Regions from separate parts of the Ovis canadensis genome. Here region 1 is linked to region 2. A link is a contact called in public Hi-C data. All regions are on one chromosome and are shown on one strand. The core of a region is the stretch at or near the end of the contact, and the rest is flanking DNA. Distances in the headings are between cores, read along the strand shown. Region 1 holds the start of ARRB2 (arrestin beta 2). Region 2 overlaps MINK1 (misshapen like kinase 1).

Region 1 (6,126 bases), core at 2,661-5,160, 140 kb after region 2:
GGTAGGGGGCTGGCAGGGCTTCAGAGCCCTCAAAAGTGACTGACCTGCCCCTGGGCCTCCCAGGCTGGGGGTCTCTGAAGGAGTTTCTCTGGGTTTTTATAGGGTTGCAAGAGGAGAGTGGTGGGCTTTCCCCTGACTAGCTGAACTTGAGGCTTTTAAACTGCTCCCTAATACAGGTTCCAGGTGGGTGGGTGTGTTTGTGTGTCCAGGAGAACCTGGCCCTAGGCAGGCAGTTAGAGAGCCTTACCAGATGCCTCCAGGCCTGGGCTTCTGGCCCCTCCCCCTGAGTCTCACTTAGGACCCCAGCCTGTCCCCACCCAGCCCTGTGGCTGGCTTAGGCCTTTGCGGCCAGGGGCTTCAGGAGGGAAGGAAGTTGGCTCTTAGCTGTCACAGGAAGTGGGGAGCTTGGGGTTGGGGATCGTCTAGGGGCAGGCCGGGCCTTGTGAGGGCCCAGGGAGGGTCGGGAGGGGAAGCGCTGTGGGAGACTCACCTTGCAGTTAGGACTCGACTTCTTGAAGACCCTAACAAAACAGAAAGGGAAACCCACTGCCTGCCTCAGACTCAGCAGGGACCCCGGTGCCAGGACCTCGTCCCTCCCTTGCCCGAGAAGGCAGAGCTCACCCGAGATTCCCACCTGTAGGCTTTGGGGCTTTACCCAGCCCTACCCTGTCCCACTTCTCCCCAGAAGGACAGGTAACCACAAGTCCTTAATACTACCAGCATGGCAGCCCCCTTGCTCCACCCTCAGTAGTTTCCCTCCTCCCCTGGTAATGGCCTCCGGTTGCCAGAGGAACTGCTCAGGCTCTTCCCAGAGGATCTCCTCCAGGGGGACCTGAATGGGCAGGCTGCAGGTTGTCTGTATAAGACCTCTCCCTCTTTCCATCTCTGGTCTCCACCTCCCACAAGAGCTGGAATACTGGAAAGAGCAGTGGCTCTAAATTGGTTTCTATTATGGGAGGTTTCTAAGTGTGGCCCTACTCTCCATTAACCTCCAACTGTCCCTGTCTCTGATCTCAGCAGCTTAAAATGTTATTTGTCTTTCAAGGCCCAGCTCAGATGTCACCTCCTTTAGAAAGTAGATCCAGCCCCACTCTAGTCACTCCCTTTTTTGGGGTTTCTGTCACACCTTGTTTATGCTTTACCTGTAGTGTGATAGGGCTTCCCAAGTGGTGCTAGTGGTCAAGAACCCGCCTGCCAATGCAGGAGATGTAAGAGACAAGGGTTCGATCCCTGGGCCGGGAAGATCCCCTGGAGGAGGGCATGGCAACCCATTCCAGTATTCTTGCCTGGAGAATCCCATGGACAGAGGAGCCAGGTGGGCTGCAGTCCATGGGGTCACAAAGAACTGGACTTAGCACACATGTAGTGTGATAATGTGCAGTTAGCTGTGTATCATGTATTTCACTAGACTGTGAGCAACAGAGGCCTTACTGATTCAGGCATCCCCAGCATAGTTGCAGCCATAAGCCAGACGCCGTGATGCTTCCTAACATTTATGGGTGAATGGTTCATGCCCATTTAATGCTCTCAGCAACCCAGTGATGGAGGTCCTAATATTCCTATTTTACAGGTGAGGAAACTGAAGCCCAGGAGAGGTCAAGTATTTTGCCTGAGGTCACGGAGAGTGTAAATGGTGGAATTCGGGTACAGAGGTACTCTGGCTCTTCATCACTAAATGATTGTACTATCCTGCCTCTGTTCTTGGCATTATGTTTGTTGGAGTGAAGGAGATTCCGCTTTCTGGTTGCTGAAATGGTCTAAGCCTGGACTCCACCCACTGCTGGGAGGATAGGGAGATGTCTGGCAACCCCTGTGCCCTGGCCACTTGTGGGCCTGTTCTTTGCTGCCCCACCTTACTCCTACCAATCCACTCTGCCTCAGCAGTGATACCCAGGAAGGGTCCCCAGGTAGTAGAAACTGAAATCCTGCCACCTGGCCCATCCACTGTAACAAAGTCACATGCCCCTTCTTCCCAGAAGGCCAAGCTATCCAAAGACCATAAGGCATAGGGTACAGAGGCCCCCAGGTACCCCCATCGAGGAAAGGAGGGCAGACACTGGTATGGTGGGAACTAGGATAAGCACCCTATCTCTTGTCCCCACCTGGGGGCTGACTGCTGTGGCAGCCTTCAGCTCTCCCTCCCCTTTGCTTCTGGTTTTCCTCTCTGTCCCAGTGTTTCTTCCTATTAGGAGTCCTTGGCAGAGGGTTGGGACAGCCACAGTCTGTTGGACAACTGGAGTGTGGTTCTGGAGTAATTGCCCTGAAGCAGCTGCAGGGTACCTGCCCTTTGGATCCTAACCCAGCCAGCCTCCTGCCTGCTAGGGAGGAGCAAGCATGTGTACAGTGAGGCTGGCCAAGAAGGCGGAGTTTTGGGGTGACCTGAGAGGTGCCGAGTGGGTGAGGGGGCAGCAGAAGCAGATGCCCCTTCACACTTCCTGCTATTCTCTCCATTTCCTGTGGCCCAGAATTTGATGGAGGTGGGAGGAATTGTGCCAAGTCAGCAGTCCCTGTGTGGTCCATCCGTCCCCCTCCCTGAACCACATAACGGAAATCTGGGGCCTCCCTCAAGTCAGCGACTTCCCCTTTTGCTGTGTTTAACCCCTAATCCAGGACACCAGTCCTCCTTCTGATCACCTCTCCAGTATCAATCGACTGGGTGTTCGGGAACCTGTGATTTCCTATTCTATGGGTGGGGAGCTGTGAGGCTGGTAAAATGTTTTGCAGAACAAGTGACAGCTCAGAACCAGGCCCCCATTCCTGATCCTCTCTGGAGAGAAGCAAATAGCCCTAATCTTTTCCCTCTTTTGCTCCTGCTCCCCAGAGACTCAGGCATTCACCCCCGGAGGTGTTGGGTCACAACAGGAAGTGGATTTTGCTAGAGACCAAAAAAGAGAACTCGGGGTGTCAGTGGAAGGAAGGAGCCTCGATTGCACAGAAAACATCCGGGGAGTGGATGGCGTGCCCTGGGCAGATACAGCCTCCCCTCACTCACGGGAAGAGGGATAAGGCCCAGAATTGGGGAGGGTCGTCAAGCACTCTTTGGTCCCCCAAAATGAAGCTGTTGCTCCTAGCAACCCGGGGGAAAGCAGAAGTTTGGAAGCAGAGCCACCCGGCCCTTGGGGCCGGTGGGGGCAGTCTGACTGCCTGTGGGGTACTGGATAGGAGGCTTTCAAGTGGCTGGGCACGAGTCTTCGGGGGATCCCGCCCCTGGCATCTAGTCTGCCCACACCCGTCCCCTCCGGGCCGGCCACCTGCTCCTTCCTCCGCCCCTGCAACGCAGGCTGCACCGGAGAACCCAGTCGTCCGGCCCCCTACATCTCTGCGAGAAGCCCGATGCAGGTTTCTTGATCTTCAGCCCTCGCTTTCTGCAGGGACTGTGGCATGCCTTCCCCTCATTATCCTCGAGGACCTAGGCGTGCGGCCCCGAATGGCTGTCCCCTAGGGACCCAGGCGTCCGGCCCCCGAATTTTCTCCCTGGTGTTCCTGTCTGAGGACCGTCCCGGCACCCGCCTGGTGCCGCCGTCCACGTCCCGCCGAATGGCCCCACCTCTCTTACCTGGTCCCGGGTTTCTCCCCCATGGTGCGCGCGCCCGCCGCCCGCCCGGTTCGCGGATAGCTCACAGCCTCCTAGCCCGCTGCCAGGTCCCTGCTCCTCCCCGCGCCACTGCGCACGCGCGCCCCCGCGCTCTCTCCACTACCCCCGCCTCTCCTTCCCCCCTCCCAACTTGGATCTGGAGAACGGAGTCCAGATGCGTCAGCCGGATTGCACGCGCCACGGCACTGCCCTCCCTCTCCTTACAGGCACGCGCGGTGATTGGCTCCGCCCGCCCCCCTCCGCCCTCCACCCCGACCCCTGCGGAGGGATCCCTCCCCGCGCGCGGTCTCTACACCCTGCTACTCCCGCCCATCTCTCCGCCCCTCCGCACCCGTTTAGGAACTGACTGGGCCCCCTCAAAAGGAGGCGCCCGCCTTCCAGGAGATTAAAGCATTCTGATTGGCTCCCTGCATCAAGCGCCCTGCAGGGGTTTCCTCCCCTTTGTTTGCTTTCTCAGTGGCGTTGGAGGCTACGGGGGTGGTGGGGGCAGTGGGTGAGCTCGAACACAGTCTAGGATGGAGGATAAGGGGATGCACAGGTGGTGAGCGGTTCCAGTTGCGAGATGCTCGCCTATTGCGCGCCGCTCACCCCGGAGCCTGTAGCCGTCTTTGGCCCTCCCTCCCACTTCTTTATTGTGGTGTGTCAGCTCCCTCTGGTGTCTCTCTTTGATCTTCGCAGGGTTACTTCTAAATTCTCTTACTACTCTTCTCCATCCATTCATCGAAGTTAACACCCATTCATGCATACATCCGTCCATACATCTATCCATGTCTATTTTGTGCTAATCACTATACTAGGCAATGGGAACTCAGACATGAATTAACATCACCCCTGCCTTCCTCGTATGGTTGAGGAGACATATGAAGAGATATTATGATTCCAGGAATGCTATAATAGAGGTATGACTCAGAAGACAAAGTGACTCCCAGAGCTTGGCTGGGGAGGGATGGAGGCAGAGCAGGCTGTCCAGAGGAGGGCACGTTTGAGGATAATCTTTCTGAAGTGTGGGCAGAAGTTAAGAAAGGGTATTCCAAAGACAGAGAAAAGCAAGGCACATCCTATAATGAGGTGTTTGTGGGAGTAGAGGGCAGGAGAGAGAAGGCTGAAGAGGATGACTGGAACAGGGTGTGAAGGATTTTGTATAGCAGGTAAAGGAATGAGGCTTCCCAGGTGATGGAGTGGTAAAGAATCCACTTACCAATGTAGGAGATGTGGGTTCGATCCCTGTGTCGGGAAGATCCCCTGGAGTAGGAAATGACAACCCACTCTGGTATTCTTGCCTGGAAAATCCCATGGACAGAGGAGCCTGGCAGGCTACAGTCCATGAGATCGTAAAAGACTCGGACATGACTGAGCAGGAGCAGCTCAGCAGCTAAAGAAATGAGCCAGGAGCCTCCCCTGGAGGAGGACACGTGGATCCAGTAGTGGATCCGCTCTTTAAGGCAAGGAGTGGAGTGGCATGATGAGACTTCTCCTTTAGGAAGACAATTCTGGGCAGTGTGGAGGGTGAAGGGAGTGGGGCACACTGTCATAGACTGAAACTAATCAAGGAGAGAAGATGAACAATAGAATGGAAGGGAGAAGGGGAACCAGGCTGAAGAGTCATTTCTAGGGCAAAATTGAGCAGACTGGGGGAGGATGATGAATGATGGACATTTTGGACTTAAGAAGCTAAGGTATTCTCCTCCTTCCATCTGTTTTCCCATATTCCCTCATCTTCCCCAAATGAACTGACTTCATTCTTCTCCACTTTTCTGTGCAACAAAAAGTAATGTACACAAGTCTCTGAGATCATCTTTAAGGTCAAATGCAGGCCTTACCCTGAGAAGGCAATGGCACCCCACTCCAGTGTTCTTGCCTGGAGAATCCCAGGGACAGAGGAGCCTGGTGGGCTTCCGTCTATGGGGTTGCACAGAGTCTGACACGACTGATGCGACTTAGCAGCAGCAGCAGCAGCAGCAGGCCTTATCAGCTGCCACCTCCCACCTCCAGTTCTCCTACCCTTCTAAGCTCACCCTTCACCCTTTTCAAGCTTTAGCTGGTACATTTCTTTTGGATTCAGGAATCATTTATGTCAAAGGGTCATGACCAGAAGATAATGAGATCTATATTGCTACATATCTAAGGTGATTTTGGAACTGAAAGGCTGTGACTGGCATGGCATTACAGCTACTGTATTAAAAAAATACTAATGTAAAGACAACTTTCAGTTCAGTTCAGTCGCTCAGTCATGTCCGACTCTGCGATGTGGTGGACTGTAGCTCACCAGGCCTCCCTGTCCATCACCACCTCCCAGAGTTTACTCAAACTCATGTCCATTGAGTCAGTGATGCCATCCAACTATCTCATACTCTGTCATCCCTTTCTCCTCCTGCCTTCAGTCTTTCCCAGCATCAGGGTCTTTTCAAATGAATCAGCTCTTCACATTAGGTGGCCAAAGTATTGGAGTCTCAGCTTCAACATCAGTCCTTCCAGTGAATATTCAGGACTGATTTCCTTTAGGATGGACTGATTGGATCTCCTTGCAGTCC
Region 2 (6,227 bases), core at 969-3,468:
AAAGCTTCTCCAGTGGTTTTCAGCAGAAGGCAGGGAGCAAATCCCCCAGCCCGTAGACAGGTGGACTTGAGCGACTAGAGGGAATGAACAAACGGGTCCCCAACTCCGTGCTAGAGGTCAGAAGGCGTCAGCGTACCTAGCTTGACCTCGGCATTCTCTGTCAGCAGCACGTTCTGCCCCTTGATGTCTCGGTGGATCACCTTGTGGGCGTGGAGATGGGCCAGACCCTGGGGCAGGAGGGGTGGGGGGAAGTATTCTTGGTGTTAGAGGACAAGGATGTGAGTCGAGGGGCTGGGGAGGCACCTGGCTGGGCTGGGCTGGGGGAGCTGTCCCTCTCCACCTGGGAGCCAGGAGCCCAGGTAAAGGCTCAGCTTTGAGGGGAGTGTCCTCAGACTGGAGGATCCAGCTGCACGGCCTCAAGAAAGGGCAGGGCTGGGAAACAGAGGCACGGGGTCCCTCTGAGGGTTCTCCACACGCACTCGCATCAGGCCATCTGTTCCTTCAAGGGGACACAGTTCCAGCTCCTTCCCTGTGAGTGCAGGGAAGGCCCGCTTCCAGGGAGATGGGAGGAGGAGGCAGGGAGGGACCTGGCGCTCACCCGGAGAATCTCCCTGCAGATGTAGGCTATACAGTCCTCCTTCAGGGCATTCCCTTTTGTGTTCTTCACCAAGTCCGTTACAGAACCAGCACCACAGAACTCCATCACCAGCTATGGTCCCAGGGAGGCACCGGAGGGAAAAGTATCTGTCAGGCAAGGCCTCCTTCCCGTGCCAGGCCCCTGGGGGAGGACTGGAGTCCTTGGGTCAGAATTGGTATGAGCTGGAGAGCAGGGGCCATGAGGCCCCTAGTGAAAGCCACAGAACTTGGTAAGATTAGAAGAGAAAGGGGAAGGAGACACAGCTGGGAGACACAGGGCAGGTGGGCTGAGGGAGGTGATGGTCTGGGCCAGAAGAGGACCCCAGGGAATCCCTGAACTTGCAGAGAGAATGACACAGGTTTGTGCACTTTTCCTGGGGAAGGGGCTAAAGCTACCAGCAGATCCTCACTGGGACCCACAAAGCCCAACAGCGAGCAGAGAACCAGCGCTCCAGAGCAGGGGCCCGGCAATCTACGGCCAAGAGGCTGAGCATTTTTATATTTTTAAATGGCTGAAATAAAAATCAAAGAAGAATCACATGAAACTGACATCTTAGCGTCTTAAATAAAGCTCTTTGGAGTCAAGGGACATTCCTGTTTTCATCTCTGCATTATCTATGGCTGAGCTGAGTAGTTGTTAGAAGCTTATGACCCACAGAGCCCCAAATATTTACTGTCTGGCCCTTCAAAGGAAAGCCTGGCCAACCCTTGAGAGAGACAAAAAAGGGACTCAAGAGTCAGCAAGTCCCAAGGTCTGCTAGAGAGACAAGACAGAGCCCAGGGGCTACCAGAGAGCTGCAGAAGGGAATCTGAGGCTTCAGCACAGTCTGTAAACAGGCCAGGCAGAGGCCGGAAGATGAGAAGAACTCCGGCTGGCCGGCACCTCTAGGGACTCAGAGCAGAGGCCAAACAAATCCTGAGGGACCAGTATGCCCGTCCAAATGTTTTCACTGTATGCTTCCCACCTCCAGGGACCCAAAGCAGAGGCCAAACAAATCCCCGGGGGAGCAGTACGCCTGTCCAAATGTTTTCACTGTATGTTTCCTACAAGCTGCATCCAATGCCAAAAAAAGGCAGCCTGAGGTACCTATATTTGCATGCGCCAAAGAGATAATTTGCGCATCTGGGGTGCCCCTCCCATAGCTGGAGGGGAGGATGGGGTCCACAAGGGGGCGCTGGGTCACTAGCGCTCAGCTTCTAGCCCTTAATAATCTCCCACTACACACAGCTGGTTGCCTTTCTCTACGTGTGTCTCTCCCCACCCAAAAAAGACTAAGTGCCTTGGAGGCAGGGACCACAACTCATGATTATCTGTGCAGGGTACACATAGGACGCTCAGTAAGCACTTGTCTAGCAACTGCTGGGAGGGGGACCTGATCTGGGGGCCAGTTCCCCAGCCATGGCTGTGTTCCCTGCTGCCCTCTCCTCTGGGCTGGGCTGAGCCCAAGAAAGGGTGAGGCTGGGGAATTAGCGGGCAACAGCGCCCAGGCAGGGAAAGGCGATGACTCTTAGGAATGTTCCGAGCCTGGAGGGAATTTGGGGGAGGCCCTAAAGAGCTAAGCGAGCTGTGGCCGAGTAATTGGAGAGTAATCGCCCAGAGAGGCTTGTGCGCTGCTGGGAGGGGCCCGAGTCTAGCCAAAACCCACACATATTAGATGTGCTGCTTTCCCAGGAGCTGTGCTCAGAGGCAGGAGAACAGATGCATTAACTGGGGCAGGCCAGGGGCGCTCCTCACCCAGAGCTGGTCGTCGTTCCCTGGGGGGCTCTTCTTGATGAAGGCCCCGTAGTAGGTGGCGATGTTGCGGTGGTGAGAGTATTTTTTCAACATGTTGATCTCCTGTTTGATCTCTTCCTCCTCATCCTACGTGAATAGGGAGAGGTGAACCCTGAGAGTCACCCCCGCAAGCCCCCCTCTCAACACCCCGACCCTCCCCTGCCCTATACGCGCCTTACCTCCGTGACGTCCATGACTTTGATGGCAGCCAGCTGCCCAGTCTTGACATGCCGACCCTGTAGAACAAAGAGCCAGGCATGGGGGTGGTCAAGTCTGCACTCGGGAGGGGCTTAATTCTGGGAGAGGCCACAATTTTTGGCTGCTTTCTTTCTTAGAAAATGCCCCTGGCTAGACACCTCAGTTTATGAGTCGGTTATAGGAAAATCACCGCGCCTGGATTCCAAGTGCTAAGCTGGATAAAGATGAAGGGTCTCCTCTCCTGAAACACTCAAGAGGGATGAGGGAGAGACACTTGTGCTTTGTCCCAGCCTCTCTGCCTTAGACAGCCTTGTCTGAAAGTTAGAGCAGCGAGTGAGGGCTCCCTCTCCATCCTCAGATGGAGCAGCATGGAGCTGGGAGAAGTGGCTGGGGGAGGAGGGCTTTGGCTCTCCAGCATCTTCTATGCAAGACAGACTGCCTGAGTCCTCTCCTGATTCACCTCTCTGGACAGGAGGTCTTTCCCAGAATCACCCCCACCCCCAGACACATACACAGGGCTTTTTATTACTGTTAACAGGAGAGAGTAGACAGGGCTGAGATTTTAGGAAACTTAGAGAAACATGGGAGGGCTGACTGCTATGTGGAAACCCCACCACCAGTGCTAATGGGAAGAAACTTCTTCTAGAGTGTGTCCCTGCCATTCCCCTTCTGCCTCCCTTATCCTTCCAAAATTCCTAGCAGGAGTCATCTCAGGCTCCAGTAGGAAAGTCTAAGGCTTCCTGGGGAGGAGAAAGGTGTGTGTTGGGGGGGGACTGCCAGCCCAGGGATTATTTTTATCCCCAGCAGTTTTTCACGACCCCCAAGCCCAGAGAAGCAGTAGAACACAGAGCTGCTATTTCCATGGCAACAACTAGGCAAGAGATGGGGTGACTGGGGTGGGGGGGTGCACCTGCTTTCCAAAGCTTACAGAGAAGAAGGGTAAGAGACAGGTGGGTAGCCCCAGTGACCCAGGAAACCCTGGCCCCTGAGACACAGGAGACTCGTGAAGAGGCTGAGTGCCATATCTAGAGCCGAAGCAGCCAGGCGCACACTTGGGGGCAGCATCCACCTTGAGTACCACCTCTCTGATGGGGCTGCCTCCCCCGTGAAGTGTGACCGGCGGGTAGACCACGTGAAGGGCCAGACTGGCCAGGCCAAAAGCCACAGTCTGTGGTTGAGGAAACGCCACTGCTGTGGAGGCGGAGGAGAGAGGCAGCCTCAAAAGCAGAAGGCCTGCGCCCTGGTCCCAGTCCTGCTGCAGGCCGGTCAGGGGGGCTCAAGAAAGTGGGTCCCCTCTACTGAGGGTGCCCCTCTAGGTCCCACCGCCCCCGACCCCTGGGTCTCCTGTGGACTCAGGAGAAGCCACACCTGTACTTCTGAGCTCAGTTACACATGTCCCCATGCCCTTCCCATTGCCCCGCGTGTCCCTGTTCCTCACCCCACCCAGCTCCAGACTGTTCTTGCCACACCCAGGGCTGGCTCTAAGCTCAGAGGTAGAGGCCAGCAAAAACACCCGCCTCTCGCTGCTTCCTTTCCTCCTGACTTTATCCCTTTCCTCTCCCTCCCTGGGCCCCCTCCTTTCCCAGGGCCCCCGGCCCCTGTAATCCCTCCAGGCCCTGTCAAATCTCCAGACCACAGCCCACTCCACAGAGGCCCATAGGAGAGGGCCCCTCCCACCACACCCAGAGCCTCACCTTGTACACCTGTCCGTAGGTGCCATTGCCAACCACCTCTACCAGCTCGAAGATGCCTGCAGGGTCCTGAGGGGGCAGGGGGAGAGAGAGAATGAGGTATCAGCACTTCAGAACAGGAACCCGAGCTAGAGGCGGGGAAAGCTGTTCGACAGGAGTTGAGAATGACTGTGTTGATGGGGCTGCTGGGGGGCTGATGGAGACCTGCCCTTTTCCGAGACTGGGTCAGAGTTTATGTTTGGGGAGGGGAAAGCCGGAAGAAGGGGAGAGAAAACAGGGGGCAGAGCCCCGCTGGCTATTTGGACAGGCTGCTGCTTTCAGACTCAGTGACGATCTCTGAAAGCCTGTGGCCTCATCCGCACGAGGGGACACCTGAGTACCCACCTCTGGGCTGGTGGCAACTTCAAATGGGGCAACACCCACAAAATGCTTATTAAGTCAGTGCCTGGCACAGGCGTGTGCGCAGTGAAAGTAAAAGCAGGGATGAAGAAAGTTAGGAGGAGCCAGAGCACACGAGCCAGCCTTCTCCCCTTTCCCAGTCCTGAGCCCAGGGCTCCCAGCATTTGGTGGGGTACAGGGATCCAGAGGGGATGGGGGGATGGAGAGCAGGGAGAGGCGGTGTGAAGGGAGAACTTCAGTTCCCCTTGTTTGGAGCCAAGTGGTACCAGGAGAGGAGGGGCGAGGGCCTGCAGGGCTCGGACAAACGCCTCCGAAGAGGCTCATGGCCTGCTGTGCTGAGCAGCACAGCTGCAGGGAGGCCACCGGCACCCTCTGGGCAGGACTCCTTTCTGAGAGAGAGGGATTGGGAGGTGGAGTTGCAGGCCAAGGCCTGCCAGGGGCGCCTGAGGCCACAGGCAGGCTCTCCCCCACCTGCAGGATGGAGGTGAGGCACGTGCCACTCAGGAAACAAACTCCCCAGCCGACACTTGAGCCTTGTTGCCGACAATCCTCAAAGTATATCATATAAAACTTTCTCTCTGATTTTGAAAACCAAGATAGGATTTCTGTAAAAACAACCAAAGAAACTCCCCAAACCAAACAAACCAAAAGAACACCTCTTCCTTCACCCACTGCAGCAAGGGGACGTGGAAGGTAACCTGGATGGGCTGAAGACCAGGGAGACCCCCGCCTCAGGAACGTCCTGGGAGGACCGGAAATGTAGCCTGGTTCCCGGACATCCTCGTCAGAGCCCGTGCCTCCACACGCCGTGACTATGCACCGACTTGTCTGTAAATCCTGGAAGGAAGGGACTGAATCCTCCCTGCTTACTTGCCTGTCCAGCACCTAGCCCAGGGCTTTGCAAGCAGCAGCCTGAAAGAACATTCCAGAAATGGCCAGGTTTGCGGGAGCCTTGACAGAAGCTACAGAGAGAGTCCTTCCACCTGCTCTGAAAGGGCCTGGGCTAGCCAAACCAATAATTCCCTGGTTCTATGTTCAATTACTTAGCTCCAACTTAAGTTACTAAACAAAACAAAACCCTTGAATAGGTCTAAAAATCAGCAGGCCCCACAGGAAAGGGAGAGGGGCTGACAAGAGGTCTGCTTGAACCTGAGAGCTACAAGGGACCTAGAAGAAGTTATCTTATCCACCTGCAAGTCTAGACTCAGAGGCTTGAAGGGAACTCACTTCCCTAAAAAGTCTCTCCCAGAGAATGGCCTCATCCATCCTGGGGCCTCTACACTCTTAACCATCGGGAAGTCCTTTCTTCCATCTTTCTTTCTGAAATGGACGGAGACAGGAGAAGGACACATGGGCTTGATTTTCTGGTGCTCCTAATCTAAGAGGGGATAAGAGCGGCCTGGCAGAGTCACAATGACACAGCATCGTCACCTCGGATCAACACAAACAGAGGCTGCAACCTGAGCCCCCAGCCTGCCTCCTCAGGCTCTGTTTGGAAGGCACCGAGGGATGAAAGGACAGCCTGTGAG

What was found. Hi-C and Micro-C count contacts between places; a contact is called where the count stands out from the background.
Region 1: a contact with region 2 is called in a Hi-C map of lung, with 4 times the contacts expected there. The contact joins the promoter of ARRB2 here to the enhancer-like site in region 2. A contact is called at or near these places in 2 of 2 Hi-C or Micro-C datasets (fibroblasts and lung).

Annotation. Positions count from the first base shown.
Region 1 is chr11:35,189,158-35,195,283 of ARS-UI_OviCan_v2, forward strand. ARRB2 (arrestin beta 2) reads right to left here and starts at 3,911. Exons shown (of 15, transcript XM_069603281.1): 1 at 3,557-3,911; 2 at 491-521. The coding sequence starts at 3,579. All of the region lies in intron 1 of PELP1 (proline, glutamate and leucine rich protein 1), which reads left to right. It overlaps LOC138447423 (a long non-coding RNA gene), which reads left to right. Exons shown (of 2, transcript XR_011259831.1): 2 at 1,571-1,692.
Region 2 is chr11:35,051,938-35,058,164 of ARS-UI_OviCan_v2, forward strand. MINK1 (misshapen like kinase 1) reads right to left here. Exons shown (of 31, transcript XM_069603258.1): 2 at 4,303-4,368; 3 at 2,590-2,646; 4 at 2,372-2,497; 5 at 599-709; 6 at 137-227. Among named protein-coding and RNA genes, the nearest start is that of C11H17orf107, 17 kb to the left of the region's middle. Within about 2 kb of position 2,219, the one cell type or tissue checked has open chromatin away from gene starts, as enhancers often do. A contact at or near this core is called in fibroblasts, where this site is marked.